Linked DNA regions of Zea mays: all the other regions are linked to region 3. Evidence: chromatin contacts called from public Hi-C data. All regions are on one chromosome and are shown on one strand. The core of a region is the stretch at or near the end of the contact, and the rest is flanking DNA. Distances in the headings are between cores, read along the strand shown.

Region 1 (3,867 bases), core at 877-3,376, 520 kb before region 3:
GATAGCTGGCCCGCTTGCCTTCAGTGTCCGCCGGAGATCACCATCAGTGAAGGTCCCAATCAAATGATGCTCTTCATCAACCACAAGCAGACAACCACAACCTTTACTGGTGAGCTCGGTGAGTTGGTCCATTATCATATCTCCCTCCTTGCACAGAGGAAGCTCATTCTGTTTCTTCATAACATCCTTAACCTGCAGGGTGTTTGTGTAAGAACAAAAAGTCTAAAAGACACACCTCACCTATAGAAACAAGAAAATAACACACAGGCTGATGCTGGATCAATAACAACACCCACAGAAATCAGATAACTGGGAAGACAAGATCTGAACTTGTTTCAGTTTTCAGTAACTACTTTGCACGAGAACAAGGATCCCATTCAAATATATCATGTCATGAACAGCTGGCCTTACACATCACCCAGAGCTACATAGCTTGTTAATAACTACCACAATTAGACAATCGATAATGCACACAAATGAGTAGGTGCTTTTTTGTTTTGTTTTTCTTGGCATGTGTATATAAAAAGGACCATTGCAGATAACAATAAACAAAAAAAAATGTTGGATGGATAGTGACAAAATTATCCAATCCTAAAGCGCATTTCACCAGGGCTATTTATTGGACCACTCCCAGTGACGACACGCAAACAGTAAATGAATCCTAGTAGTAACAAGCATCTGGCATCCTATGTCTCCCACTGGGTGGCAGCACAAGATATTGCACATGCCGATTTAACAAGAGCCCCGCAGAAATCAGATGGTTGAAGAGACAAGATCTACTCTTGTTTTAGAAGTCAGTAAATACATTGCAGATGAACAGAAACAACGCGTTCATTCAAATATGACAAGTTATGCACACCCAACTTATCATCCTCTGCTATGGCATCTGAAGACAGTGGCCACGATTAAACAAAAAATGCACACAAATGATGAGGCACTTTGTTGTATTTTTCTTCTTTGCTTTGGTAGCTTGTTGTATTCTTCTTGTAGCGATGAAAAGACTGCGAAAACGACAAGTAATAAGATCCCCTCCATATGAAAAAGACCACGATACGTAGTCACAAATTGAAACAAAATGTCGGTTGGATAGCAACAACACTATCGAATCGTATTGAGCATTTAACCAGAGCCAATTCTGAACCGACCCCCCTGCCACCGACATGCATCGGTGAAGGAATCCTAGCAGTGATAAAGCATCTGGTTCTCTCTGGGATCCGATCCGATGTCCCACACTGTGTGTCGGCACAAGGTAATTGAACGTTTCTAAAAAAAGTAACTGTAATAATGCCGGCAACCTGTTTATGTTAGGGTTAGAGGTGGTTGATTTGATTACCTTGAAGATGAGGGTCTTGCCGATCTTGCCAGCGGGATGGTTGGAAGCGTACTGGTCCCTGGAGAGTCGCCTTGCCTCCATGATGGCGGCGATGACGGTGTCCCCAAACACCATCTGGATGGCGGTGGAGGTGACGGGCGCGAGGCCAAAGGGGCACACCTCCCCCTGCAGCGGCAGGTGGACGTTGAGGTCGCAGGCCGCGGCGAGCGGGCAGTCATCCCCCGAGGCCGCGGAGGTGAGCGAGACGAGGTAGGCGCCCTTGGCGCGCGCGCAGGGCGCGAGCGCGAGCAGCTCGTCGGAGGCCCCGGACTTGGAGAGGATCACGAGGACGTCCCCGGGGAAGAGCGCGCCGATGTCGCCGTGGAGCGCGTCGACGGGGGCGAGGAAGCCGGCCCGCGCGAGGCCCAGCGACGCCAGCGTCTGCGCGGTCTTGCGCGCCACGATGCCCGACTTGCCGACGCCCGTGAAGAAGACGGCGCCCGGCGCGTCGAGCAGCGCCTGCGCGAACGCCGCCGCCTGCGCCATGTCGAGGCGGTCGAAGAAGTGGTCCAGGTGCCGGCGCTGCGCGGAGAAGAGCGGCGCCAGGTCCGACGCCACCACCGTGGCGCGCCCCCGCGGCCGCGGGGCGAATTCCGCCGAGGCCGGCGCCGGGAGCGAGCCCATGGGCGGCGAGGGCGTGGCTCGCGCGGGGCGTTCGAGGAATTGCCGCGTCGAGAGGGCGGGGCAGCGGATCTGGGGAGACGCGGGTACGCAGCCGAACGGTAGAAGGGAAGGAGCACGAGGCGTAGAGAATGTGACGCAGCCAACGGTGCGGATCAGACAATAGTCTACCAACTTGCATTGGACGATTGGTTGGCGCTCCGAGTCGTCTGTGCGCGGTGCATGCATCGGTCTGCAGTTCCAAGCCCCGCGGAGGTGAAGCTCCTCGTGTGGTGACCATAGAGGTAGGCCTCGGCAAAAAGAACCGGAACCGAGGAACCGAACCGAAATAACCGAGAACCGGAACCGAACTAACCGAACCGAAGGAACTGTTATGAATTTCGGTTCTGGTTTTTTGAGAACCGAAATAAATGAGATATTTTCGGTTCTGCACTCCAAAGAACCGAAAGAACCGAAAGAACCGAAAAACCCAAAAGTATTAGATTCAATTTGTTACATGTGTTTGTAACTTCGGATGTTGTGTTATCGACTTATGTTGAACCTCTAATCATCCATGTATTATCTATGAAATTATAGTTATTGTGCACTTGTCGTTGTTTGTGGGGAGATGTTGCTGAAATTTCTCACAAAAGTTGTCGTTAATCATAATTTTAGAGTGGCTGTTACAGTTCAGTTAGAACCGAGGAACCGAACCGAAGAACCGAGAACCGAACTAGTCGGTTCTGATTTCTTTATCTTGCTATTTCGGTTCTAGTTTTTGAAGAACCGAATTTCTACGAGAACCGAGGAACCGAACCGAACCGAACCGAAGAACCGAATGCCCAGGCCTACATAGAGGGACGCACTTGCCGCTGGAGCTGGACCATGACAAAGCGGCCAAACCAGGAGAGGAAACTGCCGGCCGGGCCAGCCGCCAGCCAGCATGGGACTGGAAAGTATAGATGGCCAAATGGGCCGTGTCTAATGGGCCGGCCCGAAGCACGACCCGTTTAATAGTGCCGGGCCCGGCCCGGTACAAGAACCGTGTCGTGCTTGGGCCGCTGTCTCGGCCCGGCCCGGCACGATTATATATTTTTTATTTTATAAAACATAGTATATATATATATTTACATTTTATATTAGCTATTTACAACAAACGCACTTGAGTTATATTGGTTAGTGTCCTTCGGTTAAGTGTTTCAACCTCGTAGAGTGAGGTCGCGGGTTCAAAACCTCACAAAAATATAGTTTTTTTTGCTATTTCCTTGAATTAATGGGAGAACGTGACCAGTTAAACGGGCCGGCCCGGCACGACCACCAGGCCGTCGTGCCGTGTCTGGGCCGCGGCTGCGGCACGCGGGCCGGTCGGGCACGGCCCGATTAACCGTCGGGTCTGACGGGCCCGTGCCGTGTCGGGCCGGGCCGCCCGTTTGGGCATCTCTACTGGAAAGTGGGCTGGTTACTTTCTGCAGTCTACACCTGCCATGCCTCTGCATGGGACATGGGAGTGGGAGAAAAATTCCTACGGGCTTCTGCCCTGCCCTGCCCTGCCGTGCCGGGCGCGCGTGACGCTGCACTGCCGCGTACGTTACGTGCACCATGGGCCAACAATTGCATGTGCCGCGCTTTACGCGTGGAAAACAGGAACACCTTGTGCGCGTGGCTCGGCCTAGTGCTGGGAATTGAGTCAGAACAGGCCAGTCCGGCTCAAGCTCGGCGTGCTTCATGTCAAACAGGTTTAGACCAAAAAATACTAAAAGACTTTTGGGTCGTGCAGTGCCATCCTGAACTATAAAAATAGTAGCCTAGTCTGACCTCTAAACGGGTAATGCTTTGAACTCCTATTTTTGAGTTGTGCTCGTGCTGGCCCAAAAAATCCGACCTATATTTTCAAC
Region 2 (3,583 bases), core at 354-2,853, 590 kb before region 3:
CTTCCTCGTCGACCACCCACAGCCGGTGCACGTGCCTCGATGTCGCCGCCTCGATCGCCTCGCCGAGGGTGCTCTCCTGGGAGCACGTCACCAGCGCCGACTCCTGCTGCTCGCTCTGCTCTTCGTCAGTGGCGGCGGCAGCCGCGGGGGTGTCGGCGTACCCGGCGACAGGGGTGCCAGTGTCCGTGGCGTCGGCGCCGGGGACCACAAGCCTGGTGCTGGCGCGGTACTCAGCCACCTTCCTCTTGAACTCCATCACGCTGATCCCCAGCCAAGCCTGCAGCCGCGCCACCGGGCAGTCCCGCAGGTCCGTCGCCGAGAACGTCTCGACCGCCCTTTGCCCGCTCCCCTGCAGCAGCACGACAGGAATTTCAGACAGGAGGAAATCCGGCAGGAGATGGCGTGTTCGGATCGGAGGCGCGTGCAGTGCTCACGTATTGAAGGGTCTCTGTACCGCTACCGACGGCGTCCACGACGGGCACGGCGGTCAGCGACGCCGCCCGCATCGCCTTGATGACGTCGATCACCTTGGTAACGCCAGAGACGGCGAACACGGTGTCGTTCACGGCGCCGAGCTCGCGCACGGTGCGCAACAGCACGCCCCTGAGCTCCGCGCCGTGCGCCCTGAGGAACCTCACCACGTCCATCTGGGTGAGCATCCGGTACCCCGGCGCCGACTCCACCAGCTCCAGCGCCACCACGTTGTCCGCCGAGCTCTCCAGCGGCACCAGCGCGCGGTGCACACCCTTGCTGAACGTCTCCATGCAGTCCAGCACGCTGGCGCAACGCAACGAACATGTCGCACACGCGCAGATTGCGTACAATGCGAGGAAGAAGAAGAAAAATACGAGTGTGAGCTGGAGATCGGCCGGCGTACCTGGTGCTCGGGTGGAGCGTCCACAGAGTGAGGCCCTCGAGGGAGTGTCCGATGACGGAGGACACCGGCACGGCCATCCGGCGGTCGAGGTCGGCCGCCTCGTCGTCGTCGCTGGCCTCGGCGATGTGGGCAAGGATGTCGAGCATGTTCACCATGCCGATGTAGTGCTTGCGGACGGCGCCGGTGGCCGGGTCGGACTCGAGGATCATGGAGCCGCCGGCGCCGATCCAGTGGCCCGGTGGCGCAGCCACGGCCACGGCAGAGACGCGCGCTGCCAGGAGCGCGTTGGCCGTGTGCGCCAGCGTCGCGGTGTAGGGAACCTCCACCAGCCGCCGCTTGGCCCGCGCCAGGTCCACCACCTTGCGCTCGCGGAGCAGGCCGCAGAGCCCCGCGCGCGCCTTCTTGTTGCTCTCGTTCCCGCCGCCGGAGGCGACGCCGTGCAGCGCCGCCTCCTGCTGCTCGTCGGCGGCTGCTTTAAGCTGCGCCATTGCTGACCACTCCTAGCTGCTCTGGTACTCGCTTGTGTTTCTGTGCGCGAGGTTTAGCGAACAAGGCCGCATGCTCGAGAATCCATTAATTAATAGCTTCTCAGTGCTTCGAGTTGCAGCCTTGCAGGAGAACGTGGCGGGCAGAGAGGCTGCGTAGCTCTGCCGAGCTGCCGCGTGGAAAGAAACTCTACGACTAGCGAGTTCAGGTCGCCCACGTCATGCCTGCAAGGCTGCAAGTCAAAACTCAGGTTAGCCATTTCTTGGCTCAGCTTGGTAAATCCAAGAGGAGCTTTGGAAAAGCAGGTCGTTACTGATGTTATCTTCATTCACTGCCTTGTCCAAGACATTTTCAGCATGAAGTGATCTATGTGAAACTACAGATTAGGCCAGCCAAATACATACAAATCTAGGTGTTTAACTAGTAGAAGCATATGCTCGCTGAAATGCGCGCTGATGGAAGTGAGCACGAGACTACTCGTAGTCGTAGCCTAGCGAAGACGAGGACTCGGCCAGACGGCCACTCTGATCTGAGGGATGGCCCGTCTCATGCCCTGCACATGCAGGGTGTCAGCGGGTTCTCCCAGAGATCGTAGCCGGGGAAGGTGGGCTCGGGGAGGCCCGTCCTCGTGCGGTGCGTGACGACGACGTCCTCCGTGAAGGAGGCCCAGCCCATGTCGGGGTCGCCCAGGGACTTGGACATGAGGCCCTTGTCGGGCTTCACCGACTTGAGGCGGTGCCCCGCGTAGCGGCGCGCCCCGATGATGAGTTTGGCGAAGTTGCCGCCGTGCGTCATCACGAACGCGTCCGACCGCAGGCACACCAGGAAGTCCAGCGCCGCCAGGCTCGTCACGTGCCGCCGGAACGGCGCCAGCTCCTCCGCGCTCGCTAGCTCCTCCTTCGTCACCTGCAGCGATGCACAATGCACGGCAGTGGCTTATCAGTTATCACTGGCTTCAGCTTGACACAATCTGAAGTGGATTTGAGCCTGCCTACCAGGTTGGGGAACATGTTCCTGAGGGGAGCCATCCGGTTCTTGCCGCCGTACACTTGCCCGGACGCGACGTATATCTGTGTGCCGCTCGTGTACCCCAGTGCCCGCAGGATCACAGCGATCTCACCGGGCTCAAGAGGGCACCGCCCTTCTTTTCTCTTCTGCAGCGCCAGTGGCCATAGATGGGATCCATTCTGCGTGGCAGATACAAAAAAGAGAAAATCGTTAGACTTGTAGGGCTAGTTTCGGAACTACATTTTCTTAAGAGATTTATATTTTCCTAAAAAAAATGAACTAATTTTTCTTGGAAAAATAAAAATCTCGTGAGAAAACGGGGTTCCCGAACTAGCGCGTATAGTTAGTGTCGGTGCTTCATTTCTCCTAGGGATTCTTTCTCAGTCCAATGTAACAGATGTATCTAGTCCAGTCCGCGTCACCTTGAAGCGCCTTGGCCATTCTTTCTGCCTATAAGCCGCCATCATTGCCTTCTCCTCCCGTGTGCCGGCAAAATCACAGAAAGAAAGCCCCACCATCCCTTTTTCAAATCTCAGGTGAAGAGCCCTTTAAGAACAAAAAAAATGTGTCAATATTTGATTGTGAAATAAACTTTGAGAGCGTCAACTTCAGCTATGCACTGGATAGTGTCTTGGGTAGATACAAGCTCTACTGTACACAATATCACCCAGCGAAAAGGATAATTATAACGTACATGTATGGATTTATGCTGCCAGTTTTGTTCCTCATTCTTGCAGCAAGCTTAACAGCCATTTCCTCAATATCAGGTAGGAACTTTAATGCATGATAGTTAACTCTGCATCTCAGCCGGTTAATCTCTGTTGGTACATTATCATACCTGAACATCGAAGTTTCACATTAGCTTCAGACTGTTCCACTGAGAGCATATCAATACGAAAATATATGGCCATTGCACAGAACAAAGAACAAAATAAAAGAATAATGCTCCCTTTACCACATCATTTAAGCTGACCAGATGTTCTGAATCAAAATTAAAATGAACAGGAAAAACCGAAATGTTGTCGTCAAAAGTTTACTTACCCCAATCTGTCCACAAATGGCTTGATAGACATTATCCTTTTCTCTTTGATCCTTGGAAGTACATTATCAATATAAAACTGTGCTGAAGCATACTTTGGGATGTTCTTCACAGTACGCCTGTTACAAAACCGTAATTCAACGCATACCATGGAAACATGAATATTCAGTCAA
Region 3 (3,576 bases), core at 582-3,081:
CAAAAAGTTACTTCATGGTGTAAGCACCGCCAGCCTTGACCTTCCCACAGTCCTTGCATCCCCAAATTCCAACTGCTTTCCTCTTCACAGCAAACTGGAAAGACAACATAGCAAAAGTGGGACACATCTATATTAGAAACATTGTTCGACATGCCTAAACATCTTATAAACCATTCAAATATATGAACTTATAAACAGACAAATATATTTAAGACCGATTGCTTTCATGTGTGTAAAAATTAGTCTGCAGCTTACAGTTCATAACAGTCCAGTAGTGGTGATAACGAGTACATAAAGATAAAAAAAAACTCAAATACAGAAGCAGGGTGGGTAACTACCAGAAGACCTACCTTCCCACAAAACTCGCAGAAGTACTTGGAGTGCTGAGATACCTCCATCTTCTTGATTTGCTTACGCAAGCTAGCGCCATACCTGGTTCCTACAACAGTATAATTTGCAAGGTTAACATCAAATCCCAGACACACATATTGGGAAATATGTCATGTTTCTTGAGCATGTACCATATTTGCCAACAATTCCAGCCTTCTTGGTGCGCTTCGTCTGCATAGGCATTATAAAAACAAAATAAATCACAACTGCTCACTAAAATTATTCAATGCAATATAACTGGTAAGTGTAAAGCTGCAACTTTTCAAGAATAAAGTTAGTATCAATATAAAAGATTGCACACACTCAGGTACCTTAACAATCAACAAGAGAAAAATATAGTTTCTTAAACAATAGATATGTAGACCACTAAAAAACATTAAGGTCAGTTAGTTGCTATTAACTCTCCACTAGCAGCAAGAGAGAATTTACCCGATATACATTTGACAAGCAAAGGCATAATAACTAAAATCAACAAAGGAGAAAAGTATTATAAGCCACTGATTTATACATTAGGTGTTCAAAGGCTAAGCTTTGCATTGGATACTACTTTCATGTTGCATGCTGCCTGGTGCAGTGGAGTGGCTACTGATGGCATGGCAAAGGTGTCAGGCTAGTTTGCCTTTGTGCACTAAACTAACAATGAATTTTTCCAATTTGCTAGAACTTGCACAAACACTAAGGACGAAAACCACACATACAGCATACCTCAAAGGACTCATAAAATACTGTGTGGAATTTACATTCAACATGTTGTCAATTAACAAGATCACCAAGAACACTTTAGGGCTTAAATGTGGAGTAGAAACATATAGTTAGCTTCCTGCCCTTACTGTAGCAGTTTTTGGATGATGTCTTGTGGCCTTTACCCTTTAGCTTTACACAGTTTGTGCCTCACCCTAGGAAACCTGAGATAGCAACTTCTCCAAACATATAATGCACAAAAGGCAGCGTGCCACCCTAAATTGCATATTCAAGGCTAGCACATTCCAAATACCCGCATGACCCTAGCAGCAGGCTAGCAATATATTGCACTTTAAAGCGCGAGCTATTCCAGACTAACAGTGTTACGACCAACGGGCTTAGATTTACATGAAAACACAGGAACACAACGACTGATCCAAAGTATGATTGTTGTACATGATCCTAATCCCGAAAACTAAACTATTGAGCCTGGCCGAATACATATCGAACAGGAGCTGGACTGCGAAGTCAAGCACTCTAGATCTCGCGCGAACAAGCGGCCAGACAGAACTGGGCATCGGCTGTACGACAAACAAGGTCACACGAAGAATGGGAGGAAGAGGTGAAGGCGTGAAGCGGCATACCATTTCGGCGACGGGAAAGCAAGCGAGGTACGGGGCGGTAGCAACGGCAGGTGTGGCGGCGCGCGCTAGGGTTAGACTCGACAAAGACGCAACGAGGCACGAGAGACAAATTATATGGGAGGTGCTGGGGTTTCGTGTAAGTATATATGGATCGGGCCTCTGTGCTGTTATGGGCCGGCCAAAATGGAGTATTGAGACACGAGAGAGAAATTGTATTGGCCTTTTTTTTCTCCGGGTAACAAAATTAGACATCCAACGTCTTTTTTTTTCAGCTTCCTCAACCTATGAGAGGGTGTGTTTGGTTTAACTTTCTCATCCTATAAATAAAGCCGATACTTATTTAGATATTTTTTTATTTTTTCCCTAAATGATATTATAGCATCTCTAACAGATTACGGGTGTGTTCAGTTTAGCTTTTGACTTTTGGCTTTTACTTTTGTCTTGGAATTCAACTTTGGCCTTGGAATTTATAGTTTTAACCCCGAGCTCTTCTGTATTCAGGGCCCAGTCTAGATATATGAGAAGTTGATTAAAATAAATACAGAAATTATTTTTAGTGCAAAAATAAAGTCTCAATCTTGGGAAAATCATAACTCTATGAATTTGACTCATTTTTTATCCATTCCAGTTGCATTAATCTCACATTAATATTGTTTATCATCTAGTAACCTTGTATTACCATGAAACCTATGATTAAAACATTGTACGTCCTTTGCTTTAAGTAGACACTTAAACCATCGAAAAATCATAACTTTATAACTGTAACTCCGAATTTAGTGGTTCTCGAACCTAGGATATAGTTACGATGTGTAGATCATTATTATGCAATATGTTCTCATGATTGGTGTGATGTTAATTTTGCTTATACCATGCTTGTTTGTATTGTTGCGACTAGCAGCGAGGTTACGAATCACTTGAAGACCAAGTTGGTACCTGGGAATCTCGAGTCTAAGGCAAATTGTGCCCTTTATCACTCTTCTTTACCTAATAATGACCTTGTTAATCACTGTGACATGCTCAGGTCAATTTGATGGGACCTAATAGGTTTCCCTAACATTGTTTATCCCCCACCTTGCAAACAGATGAACTATGGGGTAGATTTGTTATTGCTCTACCAGGTTTTGGGAAATTAATGTTATATTATGAACATGTTCCAATTATATTGTTGTTTTAATAATTGTTCATGCTAAGATCATCATGTCAATTGGAACATGGAGAACCACTGGGAAAACAGTGCCACCACAAGGGTGGATGGGACGCCCTTGGCTAAGTAATTAGGAAAGCTAGGGAGAGATTACCTTACCCGAAAGGGGCAACGGAGGCGTCGCTGCAGAGTATAGGGAGGTTCTCGGGTCGAATTGCTGTGATGGCGGTTCGGACGAGGGATTCCTATGCTTCCTTCTTCTTGAGACCGTAGTGAGTATTCTCGAACTAGTGGAACTTTGGAAAGGCCTCGTAGTGCTACCATGTCTTGCTTCCTTGGTAGAGGTGTATGGGGTCCATACAACCCCGTGGCAAATGGGTAACACGGCTTGTGGGTAAAGATGTGCAACCTCTGCAGAGTGTAAAACCGGTATATCAGTCGTGCCCACGGTCATGAGCGGCTCGGACCCTCACATCAGTAATTTATGGAACTAAACTTAATTTTCCATATGCATTGCATTGTGGGTGTTATTATTAATCTTGATCCCTTATTTATTTGGGTTGGTATCTACTTATACTTAGTAACTGCTAATAAAATTTTGACCAACTTTAAAAGAAATTGTCATACCCGGTTTTGGAAGGCAAACCGAATGCGGACCATGTACGTGCCAGGATCAGAAACTCACGTACACAACGATTACATAATTGGACATCATCA

The links. Hi-C and Micro-C count contacts between places; a contact is called where the count stands out from the background.
Region 1: a Hi-C map of tassel shows a contact between it and region 3, with 3 times the contacts expected there. The contact joins the promoter of LOC100277365 here to the promoter of LOC100272307 in region 3. A contact is called at or near these places in 3 of 25 Hi-C or Micro-C datasets (ear, leaf and tassel).
Region 2: a contact with region 3 is called in a Hi-C map of tassel, with 2.1 times the contacts expected there. The contact joins the promoter of LOC103626636 here to the promoter of LOC100272307 in region 3. A contact is called at or near these places in 3 of 25 Hi-C or Micro-C datasets (ear, leaf and tassel).

Annotation. Positions count from the first base shown.
Region 1 is chr5:83,730,686-83,734,552 of Zm-B73-REFERENCE-NAM-5.0, reverse strand. It overlaps LOC100277365, which reads right to left and starts at 2,126. Exons shown (of 3, transcript NM_001150949.1): 1 at 1,334-2,126; 2 at 1-192. The coding sequence starts at 1,996. LOC109939724 reads left to right here and starts at 3,457. Exons shown (of 3, transcript XM_020538038.1): 1 at 3,457-3,559. The coding sequence starts at 3,457.
Region 2 is chr5:83,795,292-83,798,874 of Zm-B73-REFERENCE-NAM-5.0, reverse strand. It overlaps LOC103626636 (SNF1-related protein kinase regulatory subunit gamma-like PV42a), which reads right to left and starts at 1,603. Exons shown (of 3, transcript XM_008647039.4): 1 at 878-1,603; 2 at 435-777; 3 at 1-349. The coding sequence starts at 1,365. LOC100285167 reads right to left here. Exons shown (of 11, transcript NM_001367335.1): 7 at 3,413-3,529; 8 at 3,066-3,209; 9 at 2,794-2,917; 10 at 2,359-2,550; 11 at 1,656-2,269. The coding sequence ends at 1,910.
Region 3 is chr5:83,206,411-83,209,986 of Zm-B73-REFERENCE-NAM-5.0, reverse strand. LOC100272307 (60S ribosomal protein L37a-like) reads right to left here and starts at 1,831. Exons shown (of 5, transcript NM_001317390.1): 1 at 1,716-1,831; 2 at 522-561; 3 at 351-439; 4 at 12-94. The coding sequence starts at 1,718.